Linked DNA regions of Mus musculus: regions 1, 2 and 3 are each linked to region 4. A link is a contact called in public HiChIP or PLAC-seq and promoter capture Hi-C data. All regions are on one chromosome and are shown on one strand. Each heading gives the region's core, a stretch centred on a gene start, on an enhancer-like site or on the middle of the called end of the contact. The rest is flanking DNA. Distances are from core to core; before and after follow the strand shown.

Region 1 (4,680 bases), core at 51-2,550, 160 kb before region 4:
GTCCTGAGGACAAATGTGTCCTAAAAATACAAAGACCTCGCCGGGCTGTCTGTGAATCTGCTGCACGGAGTGTTCTTTTTCAAGGGCAAAGGAGCACACAGCCGTCTCAAACCAGCCGTCCCCAAATCCCTTCACACTGATTTGGGATGATTATGAGCTTAAGAATCATCACAGTGACGTCTGTGCCTTGGGGAGGACCTGGGGTCAAGTGTGGCCACTGGCCTCTGCTCCAGCTCCAGAACTCAGGGTCTTCTTTAGAAATACCATTCACCCCACCCCACCCTGCCCAAACCGTGGGCAGATAAGAATTGCCAGTAACCACAGCAGACCCACCTACGAGCCAGACCTGATCTGGGGTGTCTGTGTTCCAGGAGTCTCCAAAAGGTCCTGAACCCACTCCCTTTAGCGGCCCCTCAGGTTCAGTATCCTGCCCAGGCCTCTCTGCCTTCACCCTTTGCTGCTCCGAGCTCCTGGGAGCTGGGTGGCTGCAGGCTTTGGGCTTCTTCCGAAGGGTGAGAGTGAGCTGGCACAGGCTGGGGTGTGTGTGTGTGTGTGTGTGTGTGTGTGTGTGTGTGTGTGTGTGTGTTCCCAAAAGGCAGTAGTCATCGGTAGTGATGCTGATGCTGCGTGTCTGCACTTTCGCCTGTCTAGCTAGCTGTTTTTTGCCACAGGCTGGGGGATGCAGCATTTCTGCAGTGGAAGCCAGGGCTTAAATAGGAAGGACAATTTTCTGCGATTCTTGGTTTTAGGGACACGAGTCCTCTCTGGGTAGGTAGCTCTCAGACAGAGTAGGAAGGAATCCAGAGGATGGTAGGGTGACGGACAAGAGGAAAAGTAGGCGAAAGATTCTGAAGAGCGGGAGAGAGTGGATAGTCAGGAGTGAGGAGACCTGACGTCCCTGCAAACACCCTGGCTCAAGGTGGCTGAGGGTCCAAGCGCGAAACTGCGCTGGGGCTGGGGGGCTGGGAGCAGTGGAGGTAGGGGAAGAGCGCACCGAGGCTCACCTCGGAGTAGACAAAGAGAGGCAGCACCAGCACCGCGAGGAGGAGGTCGGCAGCAGCCAGGCTCACGATGAAGTAGTTGGTGGGTGTCTGCAGCGTGCGCTCGGAGGCCACGCTCACGCACACGAGCGAGTTCCCTGCCAACACCAAGCCGATGAGCAGCACGCCCCCCACCAGCGCCGCCGCGCCCGCGCCCCCAAGCCCGGCGCCAGTCCCCAGGGATTCTGGCCCACGCCCGGCCAACAGCCCACCGTCCTCAGTAGCGCTGCTGTTCCCCATGGTGCCACTGCTGAACCCGCTCCGGGAGGCGCTGAGCCTGGGGATTTGCAGGCAGGGGCTACCCGGAATCCCGCCCCCAGCGCGTCCAGCCCCGCCCCGCCCCGGCTTGAATTTCTGAACTCTAGGAAATTGGCAGAGGGAGAAATGCTTCAATTCAAGAGAAATGAGCGAAGTGACTGGCATAAAAAGGCTAAGCAGCGGCTGATGTGTCCCCTCATCGGGGCTAGTTTGTGCTTCCAGAAACCTAGGTAGAAAAGCAGGTTGTCTGGACCAGATTCGTCAGAGCCAGCCATCCCATCCTGGCCAGGAGACAGGCCACTAAATTACCTGTCAAAAGCGGCTCTCCAAGATACCTTGGAGGATGTGGAGAACCTATCTATACTCCTGCACTGGGGTCCTTCCCACGTGGGAAACCATCAGCTCTGGTTCTGGAACAGGTTAAAGGCTCCTCGCCTCTTTCACTAACGGTTCTGGGCTTAGCAATACTGAGCAGCACACCAAGCTCATTCTCTGTGGGCAGATGTGCAGCAACTCTTGGGATCCAGGCCTTGGCTGGCCCTACTTTTCTCACCATCTCTCTTCCCAAGTCTCCATCAGTCAGTGCTTAAGCGGACCATGGTGAAATTGATAATTGGCACCTCCAAGGCCCAGTCTTAACTTTTTATCTAATATATTATTATTAATTTTATTATTGTTGTTGTTGACTTTTCAAGGCAGGGTTTCCCTGCGTATGTCCTAGAACTTATTCTGTACAGCAGGCTAGCACTGAACTCAGATCCTTCGGCCTCCCCTCTGTCTCCGGAGTGCTGGAATTAAAGAGTGTGGACCACCATGTCTGGTTCAGCCTTAAGCCTTAACCATCCTCTGTGGGCCGCTGAGTGGTTACCCCACTTCCTATCTTGACCCTCAGCTTCCTTGCATTTGATACTGTATGGCACGCTGACTACCAGGGTTACCTGACAAGGACTCTCTGAGCTGAGAGAACTCTCACATGGGGGCTCTTTTCCCAAGCCACATCTGGAGGCCATACTTTTCTCTGTGCCAGCACAGGAACCTAGGCTGGAACAGGACAGCACAGGTTGAGAGGACACTGTAGAATCAGGACAGGAGAAGAGACAGCAGCAAGGACAGTCCCTGGAAGATTGGGAGCCCTTGCAGTGAAAGTACCTGGGGACTATGCTGATGAAAGAATTTTTGTATATGGGCTTACTAATGCTGAGAGAGATTACCTGGAGTCCTGTGACTAAAGGGCTATCTTCAAGTGGAGGTAGACTGTAGTTGGTATTTGCTACTTTGTGGGTTCTTCTCTCTCCCACCCTTTATCTCCCCTCCCCCTGTTACACCCCCTATCACTAGATGGGAGGAAAAGAAAGAGAGAGGGGAGGTGGGAGAGATCCCTTTATTTCTTCTTTGAGCATGACTACTAGACTACTAACAGACAGCATCCAACCCCGGCTCCCCCAAACATCAACCACCACACCCCACCTCTCGGGGCCCTGGCATTTATATAACTGAAAAGTTCCCAGAATTCCAAACATCACACAATTGCAGAAACTATCTGCAGCTGGCAAAACCATGCCTCTGCTAGAGCACGAGGCAAATCATAGTCAGCTGCTGCGGAAAGTACAAAGCACCCCCATATCCTACACCTAGGATTCGAACGAAAACCTTTTCTTGTATTTCTGTTTGTTTTTTTTTTAAGTAAAAATACTCATGTAATTTCACCAACATTCCAGAATTTTCAGTACAGTGATAAAATCACTCCCTGACTAATGTATATCCCGTCTCCTCACCTCCTGGCAAGCCGCAGAGGGTCCTTTCAGGAAAGGGGGAGTTAAATACAAAATGCTTGAGGGAATTGGGCCAGCCCTCTAAGAACACATACATGCTTATAGGTATCCAAATGTGCCCTGACTAAGGTACCTAAATCCCTCTAACCCATCCTTAGCAGGTTGATATAGAGAACAGGCAGACTCTCCTCCCTGCTGAAGCCTCCTTTGGGCCCCAGTGACTCAACACAGGACGTGAGTTTGAGCCTCAGAGTCTATGACTGAAAAGTTGCCTTATAGATTCTGCATGAGCTTTGTGGCATTTGTGCGCTCACATTCAAGTGTACACCAATGTGTGTGTGTGTGTGTGTGTGTGTGTCATTGCCCCCTCCCTCCTCTGCATACACACACCAATAACAATAAAAAATTTAAAAACAAACAGCTTTGCCCACATACAACTTGTGATAAGTCCTAAGTAAAATGTTAAGGCCTGGGTAAAACATTATTAAGACCTAGGTAAATGTTACCTGTCTAGCCCGCCATTTTCTGCATTTGTGTGTGTAACAGCTAATGTCCTAAGGAAACTTTCTCAGGTGCGTTAACTGCTGTTACTAGAATGTCCTGTGCTTTGGTGTTCTTGGAAAACAATCACAATAGAATCCATTAAAACTGCTTTCTATGGTTAGCCACATAAGTTTGGACCCAAACCAATCACCCAGCAGCACTTCCTACACCTATGTATGAGCTTTTAAGGTTTCTTGCCTTTATAAGTCCCCGGGGGGCTGGGGAGATGACTCAGTGGTTAAGAGCACTAACTGCTCTTCCAGAGGTCCTGAGTTCAAATCCCAGCAACCACATGGTGGCTCACAACCATACGTAATGAGATCTGATGCCCTCTTCTGGTGTGTCTGAAGAGAGCTACAGTGTACTTAAATATAATAATAAATACATTTTTTTAAATGTACCTGGGATAGACCCCATCATAAGAGAGATTCTTGCACCAGTATAGAAGCTATTTGAAATTAGACTTCCATTTTGAATAGTGGTCTAGTAAAACTTAAGTTCCCAAGACCTCCCTGGGAACTCACATCCCGCTTGGCAGAAAGAGACATGTACATGGTTAACTGACATCCTGGTTGACAAGTTACAACATGAATGTTAGGCAAAGCAAGTCCCCCGCCACCATTAAATACTCTGACCAATGGGAGCAGGATAAATGTACCACAAAGACAGGTTCCTAAGGAAATTCCCTATCCCTAAATCCTGATTGGTGGAATAACTTGGCACAGATGTTTATGGATTTTTAGGCTTAAAAGCCCTATCGGGTCTTAACTCAATGTCAAGACCTGATTGGTAAATCTTGTGGTGTGGCATCCAATAAACCATCCCTATTTGCCTGAGATCAGTGCCTGAGTGGTTTGTGGGGTGATCCCCAGACCCGGCACTTATTAGATAGGGGGTGATTGACAGCAAACTGGAGAGACTGAGGTAGGAGAACTAATGTGAGTTTAAGTCTAGTCTAGACTGCAAAGTGATATCCTGTTTTTAAAACAATGAAAGAAACGTGGGTGTGTTAGTGCACACTTGTAATTCCAGCACAGGGGCAGTTTGTCCAGGAGGATTAGGAATTT
Region 2 (4,448 bases), core at 1,935-4,434, 140 kb after region 4:
AAGGAAACTTTAAAACCGTGGAACCGAGGGGGACCTGGCGGTGTTTGCTGCTCTTTGGCGGGGTGTCACTCCGGGGTGATGGCGCGGCCACTGTCCCGCCCTGGGGGTGCCGAGCTTTGGGTTGTGGGCGCCAGTTATTAGGCGCTGAGAGTGAGGCCTTGAAACAAAGAAGAACACAAATCATGTCCCGAGGACTTCCTAAGCAGAAGCCTATAGAAGATGTTAGAGAAGTCATTGTTGTGGCCTCTGGAAAGTCTACCACCGCAGTGAACCTTGCTCTCCTGCTGGCAGCAAATGATTCTTCCAAGGTGGTTGGCTTGTTAGATGTGGATGTGTATGGTCCTTCCATTCCAAAGATGATGAACCCCAGAATTATCACCAAATAACTTAATGAGGCCTCTTTTGAACTATGGTATTGCTTGTATGTCAATGGGCTTTTTGGTTGAAGAGACTGCGCCACTTGTTTGGAGAGGCCTTATGGTAATGTCAGCCATTGAGAAATTATTGAGACAGGTTGACTGGGGTCAGCTGGACTCTTTAGTTGTGGACATGCCACCAGGAGCAGGAGATGTGCAGTTGTCAGTTTCACAGAATATCCCCATTTCAGGTGCTGTGATTGTCTCCACACCTCAGGACATTGCACTAATGAATGCACACAAGGGTGTGGAGATGTTTCGGAAAGTCAATGTGCCTGTTCTTGGTCTTGTCCAAAACATGAGTGTCTTCCAGTGTCCAAAATGTAAACACAAAACTCATATTTTTGGTGCTGATGGTGCAAGAAAACTAGCACAGACCCTTGATCTTGGTGTTCTAGGAGATGTTCCCTTGCACCTCAGTATAAGGGAAGCTTCGGATATGGGTCAACCAGTTGTCTTTTCTCAGCCTGGAAGTGATGAGGCCAAAGCTTACTTGCATATTGCTTCAGAAGTGGTGAGAAGATTGAAATCATCTCCAGAATGATTCCCGAGTGCCCTGGAAATTGTCCTGGTATTTAACAATCATGAACTGTCAAACATGAGTATTGTGGTAGTGTGGAACCCACAAAAAATAATGACAATTCTGATTATTTTCTTTCATCTCTAAAGAAATAATGTCTCATTTTCAAATTTGATTTGACAACCTATGATTCACAAATAAAATGTACATGTATGTGTGAAAAAAAAACCAAACAAACCGTGGAACCATCCAGCTCATGATCATATGACCTGGGCTTCCATAGCCTTTGCTACTGTTTTAATTGTTATTTGTGTCTTTGGCCCTGGCTCACTTAACCTCCTGCTATGATTGATGTCTTTGGACTCTAGTCATCAACTAACGATGACTTTGGGATGTCAGCTGCTGCTTGCTGCAGTCAGAGCAGAACTTAGCAGGGCTTTGGTCTTGAGTCAAGGATCTCAGCTGGAGCCTGTGTGTGCTGGTTCCCATCGGATGCTGGAATGGGGTTATGTGTCCTGTACGACAATTATTGGTTTCAAACTATCCCCAGCACAACCCTGAGGGAGGAGTTTTAATTGATGGCTCACTCTCCAGTCGCCTTTCAGCCATTTGGTGAAATAAATGGGAAACCCCAAGATTGTAAATTAGTTTGTGGAGCAAAGTGATTATATAATGTTGGAAACCAATTCCTTTTTTTTTTTAAGATTTATTAATTTTATTTATATGAGTACACCATTGCTCTCTTCAGACACACCAGAAGAGGGCATCAGATCCCATTACAGATGGTTCTGAGCCATCATATGGTTGCTGGGAATTGAACTCAGAACCTCTGGAAGAGCAGTCGGTGCTCTTAACGAAGCCATCTTTCCAGCCCAACCAATTACTTTTGTTCTGTGTAATATTTTTTTAATAATTAGCAAAACTTAATTTCAACTGGCTGGTGCAAATGGAACAGGCTTTGATTTCTCCCGAGGACTTATTCTGGGGGAGCCTACTGTAAGACAACAGCTTTCCCGCTGGGATCCTGTCTTCACTGCCTTTAGGGCCTCAGTCTCTCTAAGACACGCCCAGTGTGGCCCTACTCAGTGCACTAGAATAGACTTCCGGAACTCACACATTTTATCCTTAGAACACAGGACTGGAATCCTTGCACCAATACTGGGGCCTCCAGAAAACTCCAGCAAATTTGGAGGGGAGGCGAGGATGACACTGAACAGTGTTCAGCGAGGGATCTAGAAAAGGACGTGTCCCAACGTCGCCAACCACCGGCAGGGGATGCCCGAGCCCTGAGCCTCCTTCCTGTTGACTATCTGCCTTCACACACAGCTGCCCCTAAGCCCAGGAACACGACCCACAGAACCAGGAATAAACCCGAGCAAGGCTGTGGGAGGTGGGTGGGCAGAGGAAAGGGGAGGATGTCCAACTCCCATTTCATCATCCACTGAGTTCAGGGAACCCGGATCCTCATCCAGGGCCACCCTGGAATTCCAGACAAAGTTTGTCAGCACAGCAGATATCTTTCTCTTCGAGGTCAAGCAGTGGCCATCTACCCAAGATTTGAGGACTGTCTGCATCAGGATTTGCACTTTTCTTGGGCACCATGGGAAAATGGCAGTTGGGATTGACAGTTCTCTCTGCCCTACCTTTCCAGGAAAGGCCAATTATTTGAAAAGAGGCCCCTACCCAGCACGCTGTTAACCACTGCCCGCAGCAGGGAGCCAAAAGCCTTCCACTTAGCCCCAGTCACTTCCTGTACCAGGCCTGGAGGAAAACAGATGGTGAGGTGCCCAGGAGCCAGTGAGCTGAGAGTGTTCCAACTCAGTTCCCCATCTTCCATTCCCAATGCAGCCTCTGTTAGGCCAGGGACCCTGTTCCCCTTTCACGCACAGACTGTGTGGGAGCTCCTAGCACAGGCATCTTGGCGTTTTACATTTGGGTTTCTGTTTCCCGTGAGTCCTGTCTGTGCCCAGTCTGCAAGGTGAAAAGGCTTTTCATGAACTGGACAGTAAGAATTCCTCTAGGCCGGGGGTGGGGGTGGGGGGTACAATCTGACCCCAAGGGTATCCTGGCAACATCACCTTGTATCTGCCCAGGATATACCTTGGATATCTCCAAGGTATCATCCTCCAACTCCATGGCACACACAGACAAACAGACTGTCATTCAGCCACAGCACAAGCTCCCCCCTCCCCCAACACACACCAGGCACTATTTGGGCAAGGTGGAGCCTCAGGCTCAAGCACGTTCTCAGCTTCTCAGATTCCTGCTCTTCCTCCTCCACGTTCACCGTCCGGCATAGGCCACAGAATCTGGACAGCATGAAGAGTGTGCTAAACAGGGACCAGATCAGGTAGTCAGGCACTGAGACCTCACTGGGCACATTGATGGTGGTGGTTATCGTGGCTGTAGAGCCAGTGTGGTCCCCTGAGCGTGACCACTTCATGCTGCGGCTGTGCATGTCCTTGTTTGGGGGGACACAAGTGTCGTGAGTCAGGACAGGGTGGGAAGTGGGTGCTGGAGGGGATCCGGAGGCCAGCATGGCAGTAGCTTCCTGTCATGTTTTCCTCTTTTCAGAAGACACTTTGTAAGCTGGTGAATTTCCTAGAGACCAAGGATAGGAGAAACAGAGTTTTAAGTTACAGCTCTGTGTGTGTACCTGGAAGGCCACTCCCACGAAGGCTCTTTTCAACCTGCCTCCCATAGTCACGAGGATTAAGAGTTTGCCTCCCATAGCTCTTGTGATCATAAAAAGAGAAAGAGCTATTAAGATATGTTCTACGGGGGTGTGGTGAGATATGGGTGAAGGGGGTGCCCCAGTGGGCCCATGCCAAGGCATCCCTTCCCCCTGAGGGTCCAGCCACAGGACGGTATAGAATTGAGTTTATTCAGGGCATGGGAAGGGGAGTTAAGAGAGTAGTAGAGGCAGAGAAAGGCAGAGAGGAGAGAGAAGAAGAGTAGAAGCCCGCCATGGCCACGTGGAGAGAGGGGGGAAGGGAATGGGGTGAGAGGGGAGGCAAGGGGGCAAGAGGCAACAGAGAGATGCCTGGCATGGTGGTGCACTCCTTTAATCCTCACACTCAGGAGGCAGAGGCAGGTGGATTTCTGAGTTGGTAACTGTGGGGGTGGAGTCCGGACAGAATATCAACAATAGCCATGAGGTAGGAGTTTGAGGAGACAGCAGCAGGCACTCCTACAGCTTTTCCTGCGCTCAGGATTTAAGTTATATGAATAACACCAAGCCTGCAAGCGACAGTGAGTGATGTCATCACCACAACCAGGAAAGGGCTGTTGAGACCAGACCAGGAGCTCGCTCAGAACCCCTGCCTCCCAGGGTTCAAGGCTGCCTGGCAAGACTTAGGTATTACATACAAGTCATACACTAGCCAAGCCCTACTGGCTTATCCCCAAAGAGTGATCCCTGTCATGTATTCTAAGTCCCGTGCTCCTCCCCTTTTACATAGGGTTGCATTCCTTCTAGGCTCTGCTCAACAGTTACCAGGCAACAGCCAGGT
Region 3 (4,341 bases), core at 1,238-3,737, 210 kb after region 4:
AGCTCTCCCTGAACCCGGGGTCCATTGGTGCCTGCAGACTTCAGCATGCTGGTGATGAAGAGCAGGTACACAGAAGTAGTGGTCTTGGAGGTACGAGAGAGATCCCGGCCCAGCTCTAGCTGCTGCTGCAGCACTGTGCACACGATCCAGCACACGAAGGGCACAAAGCACAGTGCAAACAGCGTCTCGTTCTCTTTCACGAAGCGGTAAGCGCGCTCTGCCTTCCTCTCGTCCCGGAAGAACTTGAAGAAATACTTTTTTTTGTCTTTGTCTGAGAAGCCGCGTATTTCTGCGCACTGTGGCGAGCACAATCTGCCCTGCAGCCTCCCTGTAGCGGCATGGCGTGTAGTCACTAGCAAGCGAGCTCCTGGTAACAGCTCCTGGCTCAGCAGCCCGCTCAGCACTCTCAAGCCACTTGTAGCCTCCAAAGGGTCTTTGCAGGGAGTGGCCTCTGAGGATGGTAAAGTAGGCAGCTCGTCTGCACCGTCCAGGATGAACAGTAGGCGATTGGGTTGCGCCAGTATCCGCTTCACTGGCCAAGCGCGGTCCGGGCACTGGTCCAGCACCAGGTCCGCCAAGCTGCGCTTTCCCGGCCGCTCCAGCAGCTCGCCGCACGGCATGAAGAAGGCAAAGTCCACCTGGCTGTGGTATAGCTTACCTGCTGCCCAGTCATAGAGGATTTTCTTGGCGGCCATGGTTTTGCCGATGCCTGCCGGGCCCTGCAGCACCACGGTCAGCGGCTGCGAGCTCTCTTCATCATTTCCCCGGAAGAGCCGATTAAAAGTGTGCGTGTCCGAGCGCCGAGCGCGTTCGGGCTCCGGCTCCCCCAACGGCCCCAGCAGCTCGTCCTCCACAGCGCCGGTCCCCGGAGCGATGAGCAGCTTGGTGAAGCGCTTGTTGATCTTCACAGAGCGAGCATTCCTCTCCTTCACCTTAGCATGCTGTCGTAGCACGTGCTCGCGGTACTTCTTCTTGAACGCTGGAAGGCGTAAGATCGCGAAAGACAGGGATGGGCTTGCCGCCACTATGGAATCACCCCCCTGCCTGTCTAAATCTGGGCTCCCTTTCCTCTAGTATGCTATAGCTTCCTTCTCCAGCCATCTCACACCCAAGGATCCCCAAGCAGCGTCCAGGAAACTTGGGCTCTATAAGGAGTCCAATAGGACGTTTCACCTGTGTGCCCGACCGAACATACCTGACACGGAGAGAAGCACCGAGGTGGGGCCGAGCTCTGGAAGGCAAACCCGACATGAGGCTCTCTGAGCATGAGAGATGGGGCAAGGCATTTCCATGGGAGCTTATGGAACTACCAGCCCCCGCCCCCCCCTCTCCCCCGCGAATGAAACTTTGGGCTGGTTTCCGGGAAGGAGAGTCTCAGGAAGTGGTAGAGTGGACAAAGTTGATCTTCCCAAGGAGAGCAGGGAGGATCAAGGGCGAGCCACCGGATCCAGCCCCATCCTACTCTGCCCAGCTTACTCTGTAGCTGCTGTTGCTTAAGTCGCGAGGCCACATCTCGAATATCCGACCTCTTCAGGACCTGCCGGGTCATTTCTACAGCTGGCACTGGCTCATAGAACTCAATGAGCTTGTCGACAAGGTCCACAGCGTCTGAGCGCTCCAGTCGCCCCCACGGGATGCTGCGGCCATCCAGGGGCGCATCCCTTAGCTTGTGGCGGAAGCGCTTCAGCTGCTCCTGGCTCAGCTCCTCCAGTGTAGCCATAAGCAGCTCCCTTGCCACTGCATCCACGCTGGGGATGAGAAGGGTTATCATCACTGATGCGACCTGAATAGGACCTGTCCCTGAACCTCCAAAGCACCCCGGGTCACACATTGCACATTCTCCACATGGAGCCCCAGGGCAATACATTGTAGAGACCCACAGGGTGTTCCAAGGCTTCACCTCAAATTACTGACTGTGGTGAAGTGGATCACTCCATGGTTAGTCTTTCTGCGTCTTTCCTTTCTGGCCACACGAGATAAAGCCAGTTAGCTTCCCTACGTGGGTCTGTGCTCTCCCTTGTCACATCCTCTGAAAGGGCTCCAGCTCTGCTCAACTGAGACAGGCCAGGCCCTGGTAGGCTTCCTGAATTCTCTACTCCAAACTCATACATAGCACACTTTGGTGAGTCTTTTCTGGACCACCTACACCAGGGACTGAGTCTGAGTTCCTTGTGGGGAGCAGACTCATAAATGCCCTGGTTTGCAGGGTGGACATAGAAGATGGGCTTGAAATTCCAGTACAAGACCTGCTCTAGAGGTGAGCCCAGTTAACTTGAAAGTTCTCTCTGGAAACCACACTCACCTGGAGCAGGAGGCTCCAGCGGCATCCATGGAGTCTTATCTCAGGATCTAACTCTCAGATGCAGAAGCTGGGAGCAGAGGTGATCCTTTCTGGGCTAAACTGGTCTCATTCTGGGTGTGAGGGTGTTTCTCAGTCTTGTTCATTCTGGCTCAGCTGGACTCTTGCTGACAGTCAAGAGGCTCCCAAGTTAAGCACGGGTTGTAACATCATATATGTGCTGGACTGCGACCTTTGGTTTTCTTCTATTTTATTCTATCAATACTCCTCCTCCTGGGTGTGGCATCCTATGCAGCTGTGAGGTGGTTCAGATTAAATAGCTGACTCACAACCAGGTCTTCAGAAATGGCCTTAAGGTGCTTTAAATTTTGCACACAAGGCGTGAAAATCAAGAGGGCAGGGGCCTGTGGGCAGGGATAAGGGTGGAGAGAGAAAAAGAACCAGGTCCTCAGCTCTGCAGTCAGTTAATCCTCCCACACCCAGCTCTAGGGCAGAGATCGGATGTTTCTGACCCTAGGCCCTGCAAGTGACTGCAGGGATATGGAGTTTCACTGTGTGGCTGGCACGGACGTGTGTAAAGGCACGTGTGCACACCTCCACATGGCTAAGTTAATGTTGTATTTAAGTGACTGTTTGTCGTAGACTAAATAAAGTCCATGAAGACACAGTTCACAGAGGCATGGATGTGTTTATTTATTTTTATAAATTCTGGAAAACAAGTCTTCTTTGTCTCCTTGTCATCATTATTGAAGGTAGAAAATGTGAGGCCAGGGCCAGTGAGATGGTTTATAGGGTAAAGGTGCTTGCCTGACAACTCGAGTTCTAACTCTGGAACCCACAGAAAAGTGGAAAGAGAAGAACTCCACAAAGTTGTCCTCTGACCTCCACACCCAATCTGTGGAATGCGTGCCACCGTGCTCTCAAATATCAAATGTTTCAAGGTGATAGTGATAGAGGGAGGCTGGAGAGATAGATAACACTTAGGGTTATCTGTCTCTCACAAAGAGACTGACTCTGGTTTCCTGATCCCACATGAAGTAGCTATCAACCACCTATGACTTCAGCTTCAGGATATCCAACTCTTATACAGGTGTGTGTGTGTGTGTGTGTGTGTGTGTGTGTAAAACACATACGTCTACATAAAAAGGAAGAAGGGAAGAAATACAAAGCCAAGCTGGTCTCGAGTACACTACTCAACATCTGTGTGACCTTGAACAGTTTGTTTAACCTCTATGCCTCTATTTCTTGTTCTTGAAGTAAAGCACGCACTCACAGAAGGTTGGAGAGATGGCTCAGCAGTTAAAACACTGACTGTTCTTCCAGGAGACCCAGGTTCAATGTCTAGCACCAGCACGGTGTGCAAAACTACCCGTAAGTCCAGTTCCAGGAGATGTGACACCTTCTTCTGCCTCTGCAGACACCGGGAATGCACAGGGTGCACAGACATCCATGCAAGCAAAATACACATAGACAGAAGATAAATTAAAAAGAAGAAGAAGAAGAAACGCTTATGGTATTCATATTACGTGGCGTGAAGTATAAGGTGTGGGGAGAGGGCTCTGTCTGTACAGCAGTTGCATTGTGAGTCTAGCATAAGCTTGAGGAACAGAGCTTCAATCCCCAGAACCCACTTTCTTTTTTTAAAGGCATGATAACCCACAAGGTATGGAGTGTCATGGTGACATTCGCTAGGTGGCTTTCCCACATTTTTCCTTAGAAGCCGTGTTTTCTGGTTTACAGAGAATGCTGGGTTTCTAAACCTGACTCAGTTCCAATTCTCTTTCACCTTCACCACCCTTACCACTGTCCTTCAAATGTTCTTTCCTGTTGTCAGAGAGACTGAGACTGCAGTCTTGAGACTAAAGGCCAGCACCGCTTTGGCTCTTGGGCATCTGCCACAGGATGTCTGGGACTTGGGACCCCAAGGTGGTGGCTAGACAACTCATCTGCTTTAGAGGAACCCTCTGAACTTCGTGCCCCATGCATTCTCAGGATTGCTGATAACAGCTGTGGAAAGACAGTTCAAGGAAACCCAACTGACT
Region 4 (4,348 bases), core at 209-2,708:
ACCCACAACTTCAACTGCCCCATGCTCGCTTCCAAGCGCGCTCTCTCTCTCTCTCCCTCTCTCGCTCCCTCCAGGGTCTGGCTGTACTGGAAACTCACTATGTAAACCAGGCTCGCTTCAAACTCACAGAGACCCACCTGCCTCTGCCTTCCAAGTGCTGGGATTGCTTCTTTTCCCTCTAATGTTTTCACAGTCATTAGACGGAATCATATTGAAAAGCAGCTCTGGTTGGCTCTCACTGCAGAAGCTGTCCATAACCCAGGGAAGGTGCTAATAGTATAAGGTCCAGATGCAAAGCTATCTCCCACACCCAACCCACTTTCCTGCTATTTCAACTGTATCTCACCAGTGCCTCAGTTACCACTCCCACTTGCAAGCCAGAGATACAAGCTGACATACACAAGAGTCCCTTGGAGGACCCTATCTGTGTGATGGCACCTTCTCCTGAATTATCTTAACACTTCCAGACCAGGATTCTCTCTGATCAAATGTGTTCTGGACACTGCCACAGCTCTGTTCTCTCAGAGCAACTTCCACTTAACATCCCCTCCAGTGGGAACACATTTGTTTCTGTGCACTTGGGTGTCACTTGCCTGTAGGGCCCACCCTGGGACTCCAGTGTCGCATAGGTGGGTAGAAACTTGGCTGCCTGAAATAAAAGCAAAGCCATTCCTCTCATGAAGCGTGCTCCTTCTCACAAACAAGGAAAGGTGAAGGGTTAGCCCAAGGTCATGGGATTACACCTGGTCAGCCAGGGCGGTGGCATGGTCCTTCAAAGAAGCAAAACACCTGCAATTCCTACGCACTCAACTCCACGAAAGGCAGACGGGGCAACCTGACCCCAAAACTTGTCAGAGGTTGAGTTGTGCAAGCAAGGGTCACTGAAAAGGGTAGCTGTGAGGAAAATCTACCATACAGATATGCCATGCCCACCAGGCCAGTTCAGGGCAACGTTACGGGTGAAGAGCAGGGGAACAACAGCTATCCCCCAGAAAGGGAAACCTGAAAAGTCACTAATATGTAGTGGCCAGGCCTTCCAGAGCTCATCCCGGGGCTCCTCCGATCCGAAAAAACACTCGACATCTCATACGGAGACGACCACGGGGGGTTCCACGAGGGCCGGAGGGAGTGAGGCGCTCCCCTGGCTGATCCAGGCCCTGACGGTTCCCGATTCCAATCTAAACTGTCTGTCCCAAACTCCTGCCCCGACGCGGGGAGACCCTCACCAAAAGAAGGTGTTAGTGCCATCGTCGTAGACTTCAGACTCGGTGCTGCGGCGGCCCTTGAGCAGCGGAGACTCAGATCCCGAGCCTCCGGCGACTCTGCGCTCGCCCCTCCGCATGGCGCCCGGCCTGCGCAGCCCAGTAGGCTGCAGGCGGTGGGCTGGGGTCGCAGTGCTGCCCGGCGGGGTCTCCGCGGGAGTGGGGCGGGGCCGTGAGGCATTGTGGGACGCGTAGTGCGCGCCGGGCCGCAGGGCATGCTGGGCGCTGGAAAGCCCTAAACTGCCCGGTGGGAGGGACGCGGTCCGGTTGCTAGGAGACCGGCCGCGTGCTCCGCCTGACAGAGACTGTACAAGCCGGCTGGCACTGGCTGGTGTTGATAAAGTTCCGAAGACATATAATCTCTGGGGATAGGGACGCAAAAGAGACTCAACCTAAACTGTTGTGGTAGACAGCCCTGCCAAGCAAACTAAACTCCGGAAGCTGAGGCAGGAGGATTGAACGAATCCAAGGACAGCCTGAGTTATTCAAACCTTGAATTAAAAAAAAAAGGAGGCGCCGGGCACTGGTGGCCCATGCCTTTAATCCCAGCACTTGGGAGGCAGAGGCAGGCGGGTCTCTGAGTTCAAGGCCAGCCTGGTCTACAGAGTGAGTTCAAGGACAGCCAGAACTACACAGCGAAACCGTCTCGAAAATGAATGAATGAATGAATAAATAAATAAGATGAAATAGTGATAGAGAAATGGCTTAGCAGTTAAGATCACTGCCTGACCTTCTAGAGGATGGAGTTCAGTTTCCACTCTCACATAGCAGCAGTGGCTCCAATGCCCTCTTCTAGTATCTAGGGCACTGTATACAGTTGGTGTATAGATGCATACACTCAACCAAAACACTTATACACTAATAAATAGATGTAGATAGATAGATAAATTAGATAAATTATTGCCAGACATGATGGCATAGTCCTTTAATCCTAGCACTCAGGTATCAGAGGCAGGAAGATCTATATGTGTTTGAAGCCATCCAAGTCTACACACTGTGAGCTCTAGATCAGCCAAGGCTAGACTCTGTCTCAAACTTTAACGTAAATAAAAATTAATGACTAAATTAGCAGGACCAGTCAAGTTGGATAGTTGAAACTGGTATGGTTAGTTGCTGAGAGTACTTACATTTTGCCAGAGGTAGGGAATGGGCTTCTTGTCTGAGAGTGTGGGTCCTTCTTCAGTTTTCTCAGATGTGTTGGCTTGTGGTGCCACCAGCCTGCAATCCCAGCACTTTGAGGTGGAGGTATATATATCAGGGAGTCTGTGGTTATCCTTCACGTGAGATTAGGAGTTAGATAGATTCCCTGATAGGCAGACAGAGAAGAGAGAGCCTATTGGATATTGAAGATGACAAAATTCAGCCGGGTAGCGGTGGCCCACACCTTTAATCCCAGTACTCAGGAGGCAGAGGCAGGAAGATCTTTGTGAGTTTGGGGCAGCCTGGTCTACATAATGAGATCCTAGAAAACAAAGGCTACAAAGAAAAACTCTATCTTGAAACAAACAAACAAATAAACAATAAGATGGCAGACTCTTGGTTTCTTCTTCACCCTCCTTACCTGAAATAAAAGTCTAGCAGCTTAAAAGAAAGGCCTTGGTGAACCTTTTCTCCACCAGGAGGGTCACCAGTCCAGACAAGCTCAAGGCCAGATCAGGACATGTTTGCCCAAAAGTCGTGGGTTTGTCAGCCTCCCTGTCATTGTTCAAACTGACAAACCATAAATTAGAGGAGTAAGACCCCCCATCCCCCCAGAGATCCTTGGAGCTCTCAGCCTGTGTTGCTGGGTATGGATGGCACCAGTAGTCCAGACCTTTCATTCCAGGTCCCAGGGGCAGGCAGATCTCAGTGAGTTTGGAAGGTTAGTTTAATCTACATAGCAAGTTCAAGTCAGCCTGGGATATATAGTGAGATCCTGTCTCAAACAAACAACCACCCAGCCTTCAAAGGGACTTCAAAAAAGGGCTTCAGAGGGGCTCCTGAAGGCCCCCTTAGATCTGCAGAGGGTCTTTCTAGGTGACCTGTGCAGGGTTTTAGACCCAGGGACAAGGGCTGAAGTGCATATTTTACATACTAAAGCACATCTAGCTTCCAGGTTCTCCCAGCATCCCTCAGTCCCTACCTGGCATACCACGTTGCTACTCTGAACTTTCCAGTTCAGGGGCTGGGCTGCCCTTTAGCCAGATATTTTGGTCTCTCCTCCCCACCCCCCCCCTCCTCCTCCTTCTCCTTTTCCTCTTCTTTTTCTTCCTTCTTCCTCCTCCTTCTCTTCTCCCTCTTATCTCTCTACCCTCCCTCTCTCTGCATGCACTCTTCTCTCTTTCTTTTCCTACTCCCTGCTCTCTCCCTTTCCATGGTGACTTCCCTAGCCCCCTTCCTTGGTACCAGTGAACCCTCCTATCCAAGAGCAGTTTCCCAGTGTACCTGTGCTTATATGTACTTTAATTTGGCTTGAATTGGCTCATTTCACTGGTGGAGAAATAACTTATCAGCTGGTACCTTGATGCTGGGTTTCAGACCTAGGATAAGGGGCTGAGGTACATATTTACAAAGCCCATCTGGCCTTCAGGTTCTCACAGCATCAGCATCAGTCAGTCCCCCTCCATCCCCCTCACCCCCACCCCCAGTCTGAAACCCAATACCCCGTGTGCTTCTTCACCCTAATAAAAGCCTTTCTTTACCAGCCAAGTCTACTGCTTGTGCCTTTAAAAAAAAAAAGATTTTATTTTTTTATTTATTTTATGTATGATCATACAGTCCCTGTCTTGAGACACACCAGAAGAGGCCACCGGATCCCATTACAGATGGTTGTAAGCCACCATGTGGTTGCTAGGAATTGAACTCAGGACCTCCTGAAGAGTTAGTTTAGTCAGTGCTCTTAACCACTGAGCCATCTTTCCAGCCCCCTGCCCCTGCTTGTGCCTTTTAATTCTTCACCCCACCCCCACCCCCACCCCCAAGACAGGGTTTCTCTGTAGTGGTGGTTATCTTGGAACCCACTCTACAGACTAAGCTGGCCTCTATTAGATATCTGCCTGCCAGCCGGGCGCGATGGCACAGGCCTTTAATCCCAGCATTTGGGAGGC

Evidence for each region. HiChIP or PLAC-seq counts read pairs in DNA pulled down with a chosen protein or histone mark. Capture Hi-C pulls out chosen DNA fragments and counts their contacts.
Region 1: a promoter capture Hi-C map of liver shows a contact between it and region 4. The contact joins the promoter of Drd4 here to the promoter of Ptdss2 in region 4. A contact is called at or near these places in 2 of 39 promoter capture datasets (both in liver), 2 of 115 datasets of contacts at active chromatin or transcription factors (memory CD8 T cells and pancreatic cancer cells) and 3 of 9 other capture datasets (adipose tissue, liver and pancreatic islet).
Region 2: a contact with region 4 is called in an H3K4me3 HiChIP or PLAC-seq map of bone marrow-derived macrophages, with 2.6 times the contacts expected there. The contact joins the enhancer-like site here to the promoter of Ptdss2 in region 4. A contact is called at or near these places in 3 of 39 promoter capture datasets (embryonic stem cells, liver and neural stem cells), 2 of 484 Hi-C or Micro-C datasets (embryonic stem cells and uterus), 4 of 115 datasets of contacts at active chromatin or transcription factors (bone marrow-derived macrophages, embryonic stem cells and pancreatic cancer cells) and 2 of 9 other capture datasets (adipose tissue and liver).
Region 3: an H3K4me3 HiChIP or PLAC-seq map of bone marrow-derived macrophages shows a contact between it and region 4, with 4 times the contacts expected there. The contact joins the promoter of Nlrp6 here to the promoter of Ptdss2 in region 4. A contact is called at or near these places in 10 of 39 promoter capture datasets (the 3T3-L1 cell line, 3T3-L1-derived adipocytes, the C10 cell line and 7 more), 4 of 115 datasets of contacts at active chromatin or transcription factors (bone marrow-derived macrophages, embryonic stem cells, pancreatic cancer cells and 1 more) and 5 of 9 other capture datasets (adipose tissue, embryonic stem cells, liver and 2 more).

The regions. Positions count from the first base shown.
Region 1 is chr7:141,288,638-141,293,317 of GRCm38.p6, reverse strand. It overlaps Drd4 (dopamine receptor D4), which reads right to left and starts at 1,300. Exons shown (of 4, transcript NM_007878.3): 1 at 1,005-1,300. The coding sequence starts at 1,280.
Region 2 is chr7:140,989,092-140,993,539 of GRCm38.p6, reverse strand. It overlaps the pseudogene Gm7514. Among named protein-coding and RNA genes, the nearest start is that of Gm33504, 13 kb to the left of the region's middle. Within about 2 kb of position 3,184, at least 77 of the 459 cell types and tissues checked have an H3K27ac peak or open chromatin away from gene starts, as enhancers often do. A contact at or near this core is called in bone marrow-derived macrophages, where this site is marked.
Region 3 is chr7:140,919,048-140,923,388 of GRCm38.p6, reverse strand. It overlaps Nlrp6 (NLR family, pyrin domain containing 6), which reads right to left and starts at 2,487. Exons shown (of 8, transcript NM_133946.2): 1 at 2,303-2,487; 2 at 1,477-1,748; 3 at 1,196-1,231; 4 at 1-979. The coding sequence starts at 2,331.
Region 4 is chr7:141,128,396-141,132,743 of GRCm38.p6, reverse strand. It overlaps Ptdss2 (phosphatidylserine synthase 2), which reads right to left and starts at 1,458. Exons shown (of 12, transcript NM_013782.4): 1 at 1,227-1,458. The coding sequence starts at 1,342.